3 separate regions of the Mus musculus genome follow, and all the other regions are linked to region 2. Evidence: chromatin contacts called from public HiChIP or PLAC-seq and promoter capture Hi-C data. All regions are on one chromosome and are shown on one strand. Each heading gives the region's core, a stretch centred on a gene start, on an enhancer-like site or on the middle of the called end of the contact. The rest is flanking DNA. Distances are from core to core; before and after follow the strand shown.

Region 1 (3,781 bases), core at 936-3,435, 150 kb after region 2:
AGGAAGAGCTGGGAACCAGGATGAGTCTCAGATATGCCCACAGCATCCACTGCCATCCGCTCATTCTTAGAGGGTAATCAAAGGACCAAAGATAGTTAATGCCAAGGAGGAGCTTGGCATTACATTTTTTAAAATAGTACGTGCTATCTTACATTTGAGCCTTTCAAAGCAAGGCTACTTCAGCAAAGGAACGGGGCTGTAAGATGAAGTTTAAGACAAGTTCTTAGATGTCTTCCCTTTGGGCAGGCAGCGCAGCCGAGCCGAGCTGAAGTGATTCTACACCAATGGCTCAGCCACAACTTCTTCGGAGGCCTTTTCTAACCTGACCCCTATGACCTCACTGGTTCTGATAACAATTCAAGTGCCAGCCCCGGCTTTCCCTCAAGAACTCCCTCTAGCAATTGAGAATACATTTCTCTGTTCGATCTAATTCAAAAAGCTGGATCTAATGTAAAATTCACAACCTCAAAAAGCTAGGCAGATAGGGCATGAAGGATGACAACGCACACTACTGCCCTGCCGTGACGGTATTTTAGGTTACCAAGTGTAACATAAGACTCCTGACCCAATTTCCACACAATTTGTTGGTCCAGCCCATAACTACTTTACAGTGCGGTTGGTAATTACATTACTGTGCTGTGTGGTCATTACGTCATCAGCTGGGAGAGGTAAAGCCCACCAGGCACTGTGTTCTTTTCCGGTTTGCTTTTCCTGAGTGACTGAAGAACCCAGACCACCTACTCACCTGGCTGTGAGCTAGCTAACTTAAGTGAAGGCGCTAAGGGCCTAAGACCCAGATTTAGGCCAAAGTCGCTCAAAATTCCTTTCCCCAAGTTTAAGTTTTCCAATGGCCTGGATCTCTTAGGGCTTAAGCAGTTTCCACTTCATGAAACGTTCTCTGTTCTAGTCAAGTACAACTCCCAGAGATTCATCCCCTACTTTTTTATCTTAGCAGATCTCTGAAGCACCTTGGAAGAGTCAGTCTCTCAGTCTCTCTCTGTCTCTCTCTCTCTGTCTCTGTCTCTCTTTCACACACACACACACACACACACACACACACACACACACGCCACGAACACACGAGCGTCCAGGGCATCACAACTTTGCCCCTCTTGACTGCCGGCAGACTTACTTAAGGAAGTATCTCTGGCCAGTGGCCGTGAAGGTCATCTCCCACCCGGGGGGCAACGGCAGCTCGTCGGTCACGTCATAGGACTGCTGGCGGAGATGTGCATGCTGCTGTGCAGGGCCTCCAGCGGCTCCCGCACCGGTGCCCAGCTGCAGGGATGCGGGCGACGAGTGCGAGCGGACGTGCTGCGCGCCGCCAGCTAGTCGAGGCCCCGGGTGGCCGCCTGATGAGTCTGTGCTGGATTGGCGCGAGTGCGAGCCGGAATCGGGCTCCTTAAAGAAGGACTCCGGGAGGATCTTTTTCCGCCATGAGCTGGGCTTGGGGTTCATGACAGAGTTGAAGAGGGCTTCGAGGTCGGTGTCCAGGTCCTGCGTGACGTGGATGACTTGCTGCCCTGGCGGCGGGAGCGGATGGGGCACCGAGGACGGATTCATCTTTCTACAAGAAAAAAGAAAGATCAGATCAGCCTTTTGGTGCAAGTCAGAGGAGGAGGGGGTAGTCCCGGGGAAGGACAGAGAGAACCTAGAGACAGTTAGGTATGGGTCCAGGGACCAGCCGGTGGGGGAGGGGGCGCCCCTGGCCTCCGAGATTATGCAACTTTCCCGCAACAGAGAAGCTCCCCTGAGCAGGCAGCCGCGGGAGGAAGGGGGGGGGGGGTGCCTGCACCAGACCCAGTCGCAGCTTCCCCTGCCCAATACCCCCACCGGCAACCCCAGGCGTCCCGACTGCGGTCGTCTAAGAGCCGGACGCCACAGAGGGTGCGGGGCGCGGCGGGAGCTACCTGGGGACTCGGGGAAGCCAAGCCTGGGCGCCTCCCGAACTGACGAGCTGGAACCCGGTCCCGGCTGGCAGATCCCGAGCGGATTCCCAGCAGCCGAAGGCTTATCCTCTTACATCCCCGGAACCGGCCTCGGGCGCTCCCACTGCGCGAGGAGGCGACAGAGAAGACGTAGACGAGCGCAGCCGCCGCGGCTCCCGGACTGTCCCATAAACAAAGTTTGAAGCAAACTCCCACCCTTAGGAAAGAGGCGGGCCGAAAGTGGAGCTGTTGAATTATGCATGACCTCCTGGCCGGAGCCAGCCTGCCCCACGCCCCTCCTCTTCCTCCTCCTCCCACCCTAGCCCGGCTGGCGGGGGTGGGCTGGGCACTTCGCAGCTCGGGAGAGACCGTGCCCCCGCCCCGCCGCGCCGCTCCGACCTCTCCCGCCGAGCGCCTATCTGCATTCCTTTGAGTTTACCACTGACTTGGGGCGGGATCAAAGAGAAAATGGTTCAAGCCTGTTAAATCAAGGGGTTATGGACAAAAACCAAATCGGAGAATAACGGAGGGCCCTCGGTTGAGGGTCCAAGGCCCAGAATGAGTCTGTCCTGAGCGCTTGCCCTCGTCTTAAGGGGAGCGCCCAGCACCCGGAATGTGGCACGGGGCGCGGATCTGCCAGAGGTCGGACCGGGGCGCACCCTGGCTCAGGGAGACACCCGCGAGGCCAGACTTTCCACGGAAGGCTGCTTAACGCTTGTGACCATATTTGGTCTGCTGGGGAGACAACTTGGCTGTTTGGCTTTCAGTTGTCTGCGAGACGGTTTCCCAAAAAGTGCCGCTGTTGCTGAAGATGCGGCTTCACCGAGGAGTCGATTGTAAACTACCAACTTTCAAGCCTTTCATCAATCCTTAGAAGGCCGAGACAAAGCTGCGTTCTAGAAGGCCAAGCAATTGCGCCCCCTTCCCTCCTCCCGCGGCGTTTGCGAGGGTAGTGGGAGGATTGGAATGTCCCTGGGTCGCTCTAGGGAGCCTGGAACTGGAATGGAACAGGGGCAGGTGGCTAGGATAGAGAGGGTGTGCCAGTGACCCGGAAAAAGCCACACAGCCTCCCACCCGACTGGACATGGGCCAGAGGTGGAGACCCCAGCCTTTGGAGAGAGGAGGTCTGGCCTGGTAAGACAGCTGCCGGGAAGAGGGAGGAGGCCTTGCCCTTCCCACTGCCAGCTGCTCAACTATTCCTTCTCTCCAAGAAAGGGTGGCTGCTTTTTAAGTTACATTCCAGAAAGCCCCTACCCGACCCACAGATTCTAATAGACAAGTTTATTAGATAGGTTAAATGAGGCAATACACGCAAAGCACTTTGCTTAGCCAAGGCTGCATGGAAGTTTGTCAGCAGAATTGTATCAAATGCAGGCACTGTGCCTCACCATATTAAAGAGAGACATAAAAGTCAAAATTAAATCCACAGTTGACAGTGCTACAGGAAAATGAAGACAACTGTGACCTAACAGCAAGGTGAAGGGACAAATGCAAGCCACTCCATCATTTTTACTTTAAGACAGAAGAGAGAACAAAACTGTGGCTCAGCTGGAAAAGATCCTTTCAGGCAATTCTGACAACCTGAGTTCGAATCCCACACACTACATGGTAGAAGGAGAGAACCAACTCTAGCCCCCACATGAGCCCCCAACACATTTTTTTTTAATTTTGAGACCATCTTTGATTAGCTGTGTCCTATCCCAGTACCCATACATGAGCTGTGACTCCAGGTCCCTTACAGACTTTTCCCAAAATGGCAAGTGGTCTTATACTAAGGCCTCTTGAACTTTTTCAATCATGACCCCTTTTTGCCTGAAAAACTATCTATCTGACCCTAATCTATATTTGTATAA
Region 2 (4,097 bases), core at 1,547-4,046:
AGGAATTTCAGATAAATGGTGGAAAAGTCAGAGAAGGAAGGAGGGAAGCTTGTCCCCAAAGGATGTTGACTGTGTTCCTATCTTACCCTGGGTGTGGACTATATATACAAGCCTCCTAGCTCTTCAGTATAGACTAGATCCCAGATGTTTCTCCCCCCTACCCCAGCCACTAAATCATGTGACCCCTGCAAGCACCTCAGTGAAGTTGATTGCCTACCCCAGCTTCTCAGCTTCTCAGTCCCTCACTGGTATTTTCTATCATTTTTCTGCCATCCTTCATAGGACCGTGGAAAATAAGTTTTAGCAGTTCTCTTCCAAAGCAAGCAAAGACTGGGACATGAAATGTATTTGTGTGAACCTGAATGTAAATGTTTGAAGTGCTTCTTCATCTTTTCCCCCCTATGCTCAGTGCATAGGGACAAATATCTACTTTACAGCAAGCTAAAGACATCAGTCAGTAAAGAGGGATGAGCATCTACTTTTCTGCAAGTTAAAGATGCTGCTTGCCCTGCTGCAAATGGGAATGTTGATGAGTAGAAGGCAGAAAGCAAAGGTTTTGAGGGAAGGCTACACTGTGGAACTTGATGGACAACACACACTGATTGATTCTCTCCAATGAACAAATGGGTTGTTCTCTGCGTCTTGTGTGGTGAGGTTTAGCAAGTTAAGCAGCTTCACCTTACATCCCTGCCCCAGTGCTAGAGGCCAGGGATCCCCCTGTTCTGTTGACGTGGGACTGAATCTAGTAGAAGGAAGCCCTTGGACTTCATGCTGCAGAAGATCCCTTCATCAAAACTCCACCCATGGGAGGCCCATGAGAATACTCCCGTCTTACTGTGCTTTCCCTGTCTTCCTTCAAAAACTCCACACCCACAATCTTCTATTTCTTCTATAACTGTCATCTTCTCTCATTTCTGAGTCAGAGAACTGGATGCAGAATGGGGCTGTCTTTTCAACCGTGCATTGCTGATATCCCACAAGGACAGAGAGTAAACAATAAATCTTCAAGAGTTGGGAGATGATGCAGTGGGTACGACTGTTTGCTGTACAAACATGAAGACCTGTGTTTGGATTACCAGCACCCAACTAAAAGCCCAGCATGGCCATTAGTGCCAATGACCCAGCACTCGAGGGTAGGGGGAGCACAGCCAGTGCACCATCCAGAGCTCAGTCTAAGTGTGACTGCCCCTGAAGGAGACAGAAGGATCCCTGGACCTCACTAGCCAGTCAGCCTAGCAGAGACACCAGAGGACTCCAGATTCAGGTTCCCAGAGAGACCCTGTCACACAGAGATGAATGGAGGGTGATAAAGCAGGAGACGCTGCATCCTCCTTTGATCTCCACATGGGTGTGTGCGCACGCACGCGCGTGTGCACACACACACACACACACACACAGCATTAGCCCATCATCTTCCGCTGGGGTGACTTTAAAGAATTTTCTAAGCCTATTTGAACTAGATGGAAAATGCTAGTCTGGGTAGAAGGGAACACTAAAAATACTCATTTGTACTTTGGGGTGATTTTGCAGATGTTCAGTGAACACTTCCTTTTGTTTTTGTTTATCTCACACTGGCCCTGAGTTCTCTAAGTGTGTATACAGAACAACCAAGGCACATTTTGTAGACTCTTCAGAATGAACCTCAGTGTCTGCCTCTCTATAATCCTTCTCACAGCCGGCTCCCCTGGACAGTGGTCCTGGAGACTTGGCAAAGCATAGTCCACTGTTTCCCTGGCCATCCCTGCCAAGGAGCAAGTGCTCCATGACAGTTAGGTGTCAGTTGCTTGGTTTTATTGTTGTTGTTTTGTTTTGTTTTGCTTTGCTTTTATTTTTGTTTTTGCAACAATTCCAACCCCTAAATATTTTACTTATTGTCCTTAGTTTTGACCTCTAGACTGTCAGTAAAGAGCTAATTCTCTTCCTCACCCCATAGTCCTCTGGCTGACTCATCACACAGTACCAGGATAGGTCAATGCATCGTGTGGAGCTGGTGTAAGTGTGTCTGAGACAACTTAAATGACACAAAGCAAACTAGTAACTGAACCGTGCTCCTGTAAGGCGGCAAAGCCTCTGCATGGGTTTGTTTTCCTTCCTCCCTTCCGATTTCTAGCTGCCTCCAGTCTCCTCCTCTCTACCTCCATTAGCATCTAGCTTCTCCCAGGGCTCTCTTGCCTTGCCCTTTAGACACAGGTTTCTATTTCTGTATGAAGTAACAAAACAATCCAATTAGAAAAGTTGGTTTTGCCGATTCTATGACGTGTTGGGAAGAACATGGTATTTAATTACCTAATTGAGTAAACAAATAAAGAAATACAGCAGTCGGGCAGTAAAACAAATAGCTGTTCTGATTTTATCCTTTAAAAACGCCAGGCCTGAATTCAGCAGTATCCAATAAGTCCGTGGAATTGCTTCTCTATTAAGGAAAGCAAGGCCATCTGGATAAGCCTGTGTTTCAGGCTTTCCGTGAACAAGACCAAGGAAGAGCCAAGCAGATCACTTAGTGTTTGGGAGTCATAACATTAATCAGGATATTAGTGGGTTATGAGAGTGATGTATATAATGCCCAGGGAATACTTCTTTATTTGGGCAGAGACATTATGAAATTAAAGGGGCAGTGCTGAGCACTGCTTGTCCCAGCCTTCTCTTCAATTGCAACAACTTGAATGTCTTGTCTGTGCTGGTGGATTATTAACAGAGGTTATTGGTCTCCATGGCAAAACAATTGAACGATCGCACAAAACGTAATCTCATTTATGGGGTTGGAAAAAAAAGAGAGAGAGAGAGACATAGAGTCAGGGATATAAATATCCATTGCCACTGAAGGCCTGCCGTAGTTGAGAAGTGAAGTGTCTCCAAGGTTCAAAGAACTCTGATATTTGGTCCCACTTTTCTTATTGACCCCGGTACAGCCACTGGAACGTGCTGCTGCAATCCCTGAGGAGAACCGTCAAGCTGGTGGCGACGAGCCTTTGATCTCTGTGCTTTCCTGTGACCCCCCAGCATGTGTACTGGGGGCTGTGCCAGGTGCCTGGGGGGCACCCTCATTCCCCTGGCTGTGTTTGGCCTCCTGGCAAATATCCTGTTGTTCTTTCCTGGAGGAAAAGTGGTGAACGACAAAAGCCACCTTTCGGATGAGGTCTGGTACTTCGGAGGAATATTGGGAAGTGGAGTCTTGGTGAGTAGAGAAACCTTAACATTCCCACGAAGGCAAATCCTCGTCTGTCCTTATTGCAGGAGATGCCATTTTGAAGCTTACAACCTATATGCGATGAAAAGTAGTGCCCTAATATACTTCCCCTTTCTATTCGCGGCTGGGGACAGCTTGGTTTACTAAGTGGTTCATCCCCAAGTTTGGGCTGGAGTCACCCTAAGACATCTGAGCCCAGAGAACCAAGCTAATAGCCACTTGATTATTTTACTCTAGTCAATTGTGGCAATAAGAACTAAAAACAGAACACAGTGCTTTATACAAATGGATTGACTTAGAATGAAGGGACACAGAAGCTGTAAGTAAGCTTTCATTCAGGAATTCACGGCTTCTTCATCTCCTTGTTTCCAAATACGCGTGGGACCTCCAGCTTGTAGTAGTGGAGGCCTTGCTTTTTATACACTGAGTATAAATATATCCTTGCCCTAAACCCACCCTGTAAACGAAAAACTCAGCCTATCTACTCTTAAAATCTCCTCACAGAAGTTGACCAAATGGAATCCCTGTACTAAAAGCTGCCATGAGCCATCGGCTGTTAGGTCTTGCCTGCCCCACTTAAGCCCCTGAGACCTGAGGTCTTCACTGGCAAGAAAAAGTGTGGGTTTCCCTTCACCCCAGACCGTCTAAGCACTTTTCTTGCCGGCAGATGATCTTCCCTGCGCTTGTGTTCTTGGGCCTGCAGAACAACGACTGCTGCGGATGCTGTGGCAATGAGGGCTGTGGGAAGCGATTTGCGGTGAGTCGTTCTGGGATCAGCTGACAGAATCTCTGGGGTTCACTGCCCGCTTGTTCTGGGCAGCATGGGTGTGCCAAACAAGTAATCAGCCCCAGCCAAGACTCCTGGGCCATCTGGTACAGGATTAAGCTCTAATTCTCACTGATACGGAAT
Region 3 (3,870 bases), core at 82-2,581, 230 kb after region 2:
CCAAGTTACTAATATACAAAATAACCTTATTAAAATAGGAAAGAAATTAAGATGCCTAATTTTATTTAATATTTTTCCATCAAGCCAGATAATGACTGCTGATACATTTTTAAAAATGCAATATTTCATTCTCCCATCTCCTGACATACATGGGTGATGGCACATGATGCAGAAATAGAGACAATTATAATTTAAACCGGCAAGAGGAATTCATATTAGATAACGCCAATAGCACTGTTTTGGTATACTGCACAAATTCGATTATGAGTTAGAAATATTGTAATAGGCGCCAGTTTGAAAGGATCTGGGTGATACAATACAGCTCTCAGAAGTCTTACCATAAGCTTTGAGCTCTCGGTGAGGAGATACGTTAATCCTTCCACACCATGCTGGATAGTGTCACTACTCACGTTCAGTTTTCCTAAGGTGGTGGTGGTGGTGGTGGTGGTGGTGGTGGTGGTGGGGTGGTGAAGAAATAAACAGATTATCAATTTGTTTAAAAATAAACACATTCAATTGCTCTGTTTTCAAACTATACAATAAAAATGAGTTAAGCGGAGACTACTGTTCCTTCTTAACCCACTCCACTAACAGGGGCCTTGGCTATTTCCCTCCAAGTCAGCCTAACAAAACACAAACCTGTGAACAGACACACAAAGCCCCTTCAACCCAGGCAGAAGGAGAAGTCAGTAGAGATGTTCTTAATCTCAACCACCACCACCACCACCCCCCCCCCCCCAGCTTAGAAAAAAAGCAGTTTCTGGGTAGCAAATGTTTACTAAACACTTCGATGACAGTTCCACTTCTTCAGCATGCGGTATTTTATTAAGCACCAGAATATTTCTAAAAGGCAGGTGGCACTGTATTCATTTTAAATATGAAGATATTTGTTCCACACTAGTTATAAAAGCGCGCAGCTCCTTGCAGTGTGCGCCTTGACTGACTGCTCTGCGGGGTTTTAAGAGGAACAAGGAACAAGACCCTAGGACCTGCAAAGACTCCTGCGGAGAAAGAGAATGGATCGCACTCTCCAGCTCCACAGACAGAGCCCGTCCTCCCCCTTTCTTACTGGCGGCGCCTTCGTAGATCTTCGGGTTTGAGCCCCGTCGGAGGAACTCCACGGCGATCCTCCCGAACTCGGCGACCACTGCAACGGAAGTCAGCAGCAGGCTGTGAGTGCCGGGCTGTCCCCCGGGTTGTCCCCGCCGCAAGCACCCCGCAAGCACTAACTTACCTGCAGTGTCCACTTGCGGCAGGAAGGCCAAGTGCTCCTTGTGCTCCTCGGACAAATCCAGCAGCATTTTAGCGGCTCTTCAGACTTTGCCACCCGGCGCCGGCCCCGCCCTCACCACTTCCGACCTCTGTGCAGGCAAAAAGAAGTTCCGGCGGGCGTCGCGGTACAGCCCATGCTTTGGGTTCCGGTTGCTGGCAGTCCTAGGAGCACGGTATCGTCCGGTTCACTCTATAGGAGTGAAGGTAGGCAGTGAACGCTGGTTAAAAGAGTTGAAGGTACAAGTCTTCCACTCATTCATGAGCCATCCTGCAAAAGTGTAATATGTAGTGCTGGAGAGATGGTGGTTAAGTGGTTAAGATCTCTTGTTGCTCTTGCAGAAGAACCAGATTCGGTTCCAGTACTCACGTTCTCAACCATCACTAACTCTAGTTTTGGGTATATAACACTCATGTATATGTATATGTATGTGTATGTGTATATGTGTATATGTATATACATATACTCATGTATATGTATGTGTATGTGTATATGTATATATATGTGTATATATATGTATATATGTATACGTATATTACATGTATATATACATAAATATATATGTAGTGACTATTTTGTACACTCCACAAATACCTTGAAGAAACTACACTATGACTACACTATGAGCAGAGGTCTTTGCATTAATTTCTGAAGATACAGCCCCAACTAGGGTAGTTTTGAACAGTTTGTGTAGGACTTTGTGTTATCACAAGCCTTCATGATCCCTAAATAAGCCTGTGAACGTGTCCACTTAGGCAAGAAAGGGAGCACTTTCTTAGTACAAAAGGGAAGATGCTAACCAAACATACCTTTGTTTACATGTGAGGTTTGCTTCAAATGGTGCAAACACCATTTCTTCAGATTTAGAAGCTGGCTGCTCAGTTCATGAGCAGGTAGGGATAGACACACCCTACACTGTATCCCTTGCTGCTACAACTTTGGACTCAATAAAAGGCTTCTCTCTAGGGGTCTTTTCTTGCCCACTTCTGGAAGCAGATACAGTGCTATAGCAGCAATGATAAAAGCAGCCATGTGGCAGCAGCTGCGACAGCTGAGCATTCTGAACATCAAGCCATAGAAGTGACAGCACAGCCTGACTCTTGCCAGCAGAAGAGGGAGAGCTGAGAGGCGGGGAACGTAAAATAACCAGTTTCTTAGGAACTGAAGAGGGATAGAAGATGGTAAAGATTCAAACAGACTGGGTGGGTAAGATAGCTGAGTGGGTAAGATAGCTCAGTGGATAAAAGCTGCTTGCTGTGAAGCCTGAAGACAAGAGTTCAACCCCTGGAACCCTCACGGTAGAAGAGAAAACCAACACATATGAGTTGTTCTCTGACTCACCAACGTACACTGAGGCACATGTGTTCACATATTAACTCACTCCTCCCCTCTCTCCCTTTTCTCACTCTCTGTCTCTTCCTAATGTCATAAAAATTATTTTAGAAATAATCAAAGAGTTCTTGAGTTCTAGGGAGCCAATGTTTTCAACTACCCCAGGCCCAGGAACTACACAATTGTCTATCACCAAGGGGTGAGGAATTGGATACCTGCCTATTTAGTATCTTCAGTGCTGGCTACTGCCCAAGACTAAGATATCTTGATTTTTTTTTTACACCTATAAAAGAGTCTTGGTACTTACTGTAGACCTATACAAGAGCCATGAACCTTGTAGAAGTAAGGATTCCACTACCAATGTTAGATTTCTGAAGTAGCACAACATTAGATTTCCGAGGCAGCTTAAAGAAACAGCTTATAGAGGCAGGAAATAGACCAGTCTGACCTCAACGGATGGAACTCTTTATTTCAAACAGAAAGGGCAGGCACAGGATGAAGGCAGTGTCTGCAAAAGGAAAAGGGGGTGCTTGGGCTTATGTAGGCAGTTTGGGAATGCAACTGCTAGGGCTACAGGTAAGCCTGTAGTTTCTCCCTCCTGGAGCTGTTTATCCACACAGGTCTGTTTATCTTTAGAAACTCCCTTGCCTGGCTATCAGGATGCAAGGGCAGAGTGGGCAGATGAGTTTGGAAATGGCAGTGAGGAGGGAAGAACTGGAGGGTTTTGTTTTATTTGTTTTTGTGGTCTTCTGAGACAGGGTCTCTCTTCATTGCTGCCTGGAACTTCTTCTGTAGAAGGGCTGGCCTTGAACTCAGAGGTCTGCTGGCCTCTGCCTCCTGAGTGCTGGGATTAAAGCCATGCACCACCATGCCTGGCAAGAGGTTGGAGTTTCAACATAGTGGCAGGGGATTTCAGCAAGCTTTAGGGGAGAAAAGCTCTTTAGTCAGGGTCTGGCGCTGTTTGTTCAAGGTCTATTCCAACACTAAGGCTTGCCCAGGGATCATAGCACTTGCAGGGTTAGGAATGTTACTATCAGAAATCTGCACAGGAGATGTAACCGTAGAGGCTACCACCTGCTACCGGGCTCATCTGCTGCTGCCTTCTGCCGTCCAGGGTTATAAAGCTCACCAGAGGCTAGCACTGGAACAACTTCTTGTTTCCTACCTGGGATTTCTGAGGAGGAAAGGAGGCCTCTGGCCAGCTGCTTGGAAACATTTGAACTTGTTTGTTAGGCCTTGAAGCAAGTGTTAGGGAGGCATGTCAAATG

Evidence for each region. Promoter capture Hi-C pulls out the DNA fragments that hold promoters and counts their contacts. HiChIP or PLAC-seq counts read pairs in DNA pulled down with a chosen protein or histone mark.
Region 1: an H3K27ac HiChIP or PLAC-seq map of heart atrium shows a contact between it and region 2, with 8 read pairs. The contact joins the promoter of Wwtr1 here to the promoter of Tm4sf4 in region 2. A contact is called at or near these places in 4 of 39 promoter capture datasets (cranial neural crest, frontonasal cranial neural crest, hippocampal neurons and 1 more), 1 of 484 Hi-C or Micro-C datasets (cardiomyocytes) and 2 of 115 datasets of contacts at active chromatin or transcription factors (heart atrium and pancreatic cancer cells).
Region 3: a contact with region 2 is called in a promoter capture Hi-C map of stem cell-derived epiblast-like cells, with 5 times the contacts expected there. The contact joins the promoter of Commd2 here to the promoter of Tm4sf4 in region 2. A contact is called at or near these places in 5 of 39 promoter capture datasets (cranial neural crest, embryonic stem cells, hippocampal neurons and 2 more), 2 of 115 datasets of contacts at active chromatin or transcription factors (embryonic stem cells and pancreatic cancer cells) and 1 of 9 other capture datasets (adipose tissue).

The regions. Positions count from the first base shown.
Region 1 is chr3:57,573,691-57,577,471 of GRCm38.p6, forward strand. It overlaps Wwtr1 (WW domain containing transcription regulator 1), which reads right to left and starts at 2,186. Exons shown (of 7, transcript NM_133784.3): 1 at 1,911-2,186; 2 at 1,133-1,567. The coding sequence starts at 1,563.
Region 2 is chr3:57,422,614-57,426,710 of GRCm38.p6, forward strand. It overlaps Tm4sf4 (transmembrane 4 superfamily member 4), which reads left to right and starts at 2,797. Exons shown (of 5, transcript NM_145539.2): 1 at 2,797-3,175; 2 at 3,855-3,944. The coding sequence starts at 3,002.
Region 3 is chr3:57,650,353-57,654,222 of GRCm38.p6, forward strand. It overlaps Commd2 (COMM domain containing 2), which reads right to left and starts at 1,332. Exons shown (of 5, transcript NM_175095.4): 1 at 1,235-1,332; 2 at 1,070-1,147; 3 at 339-421. The coding sequence starts at 1,301.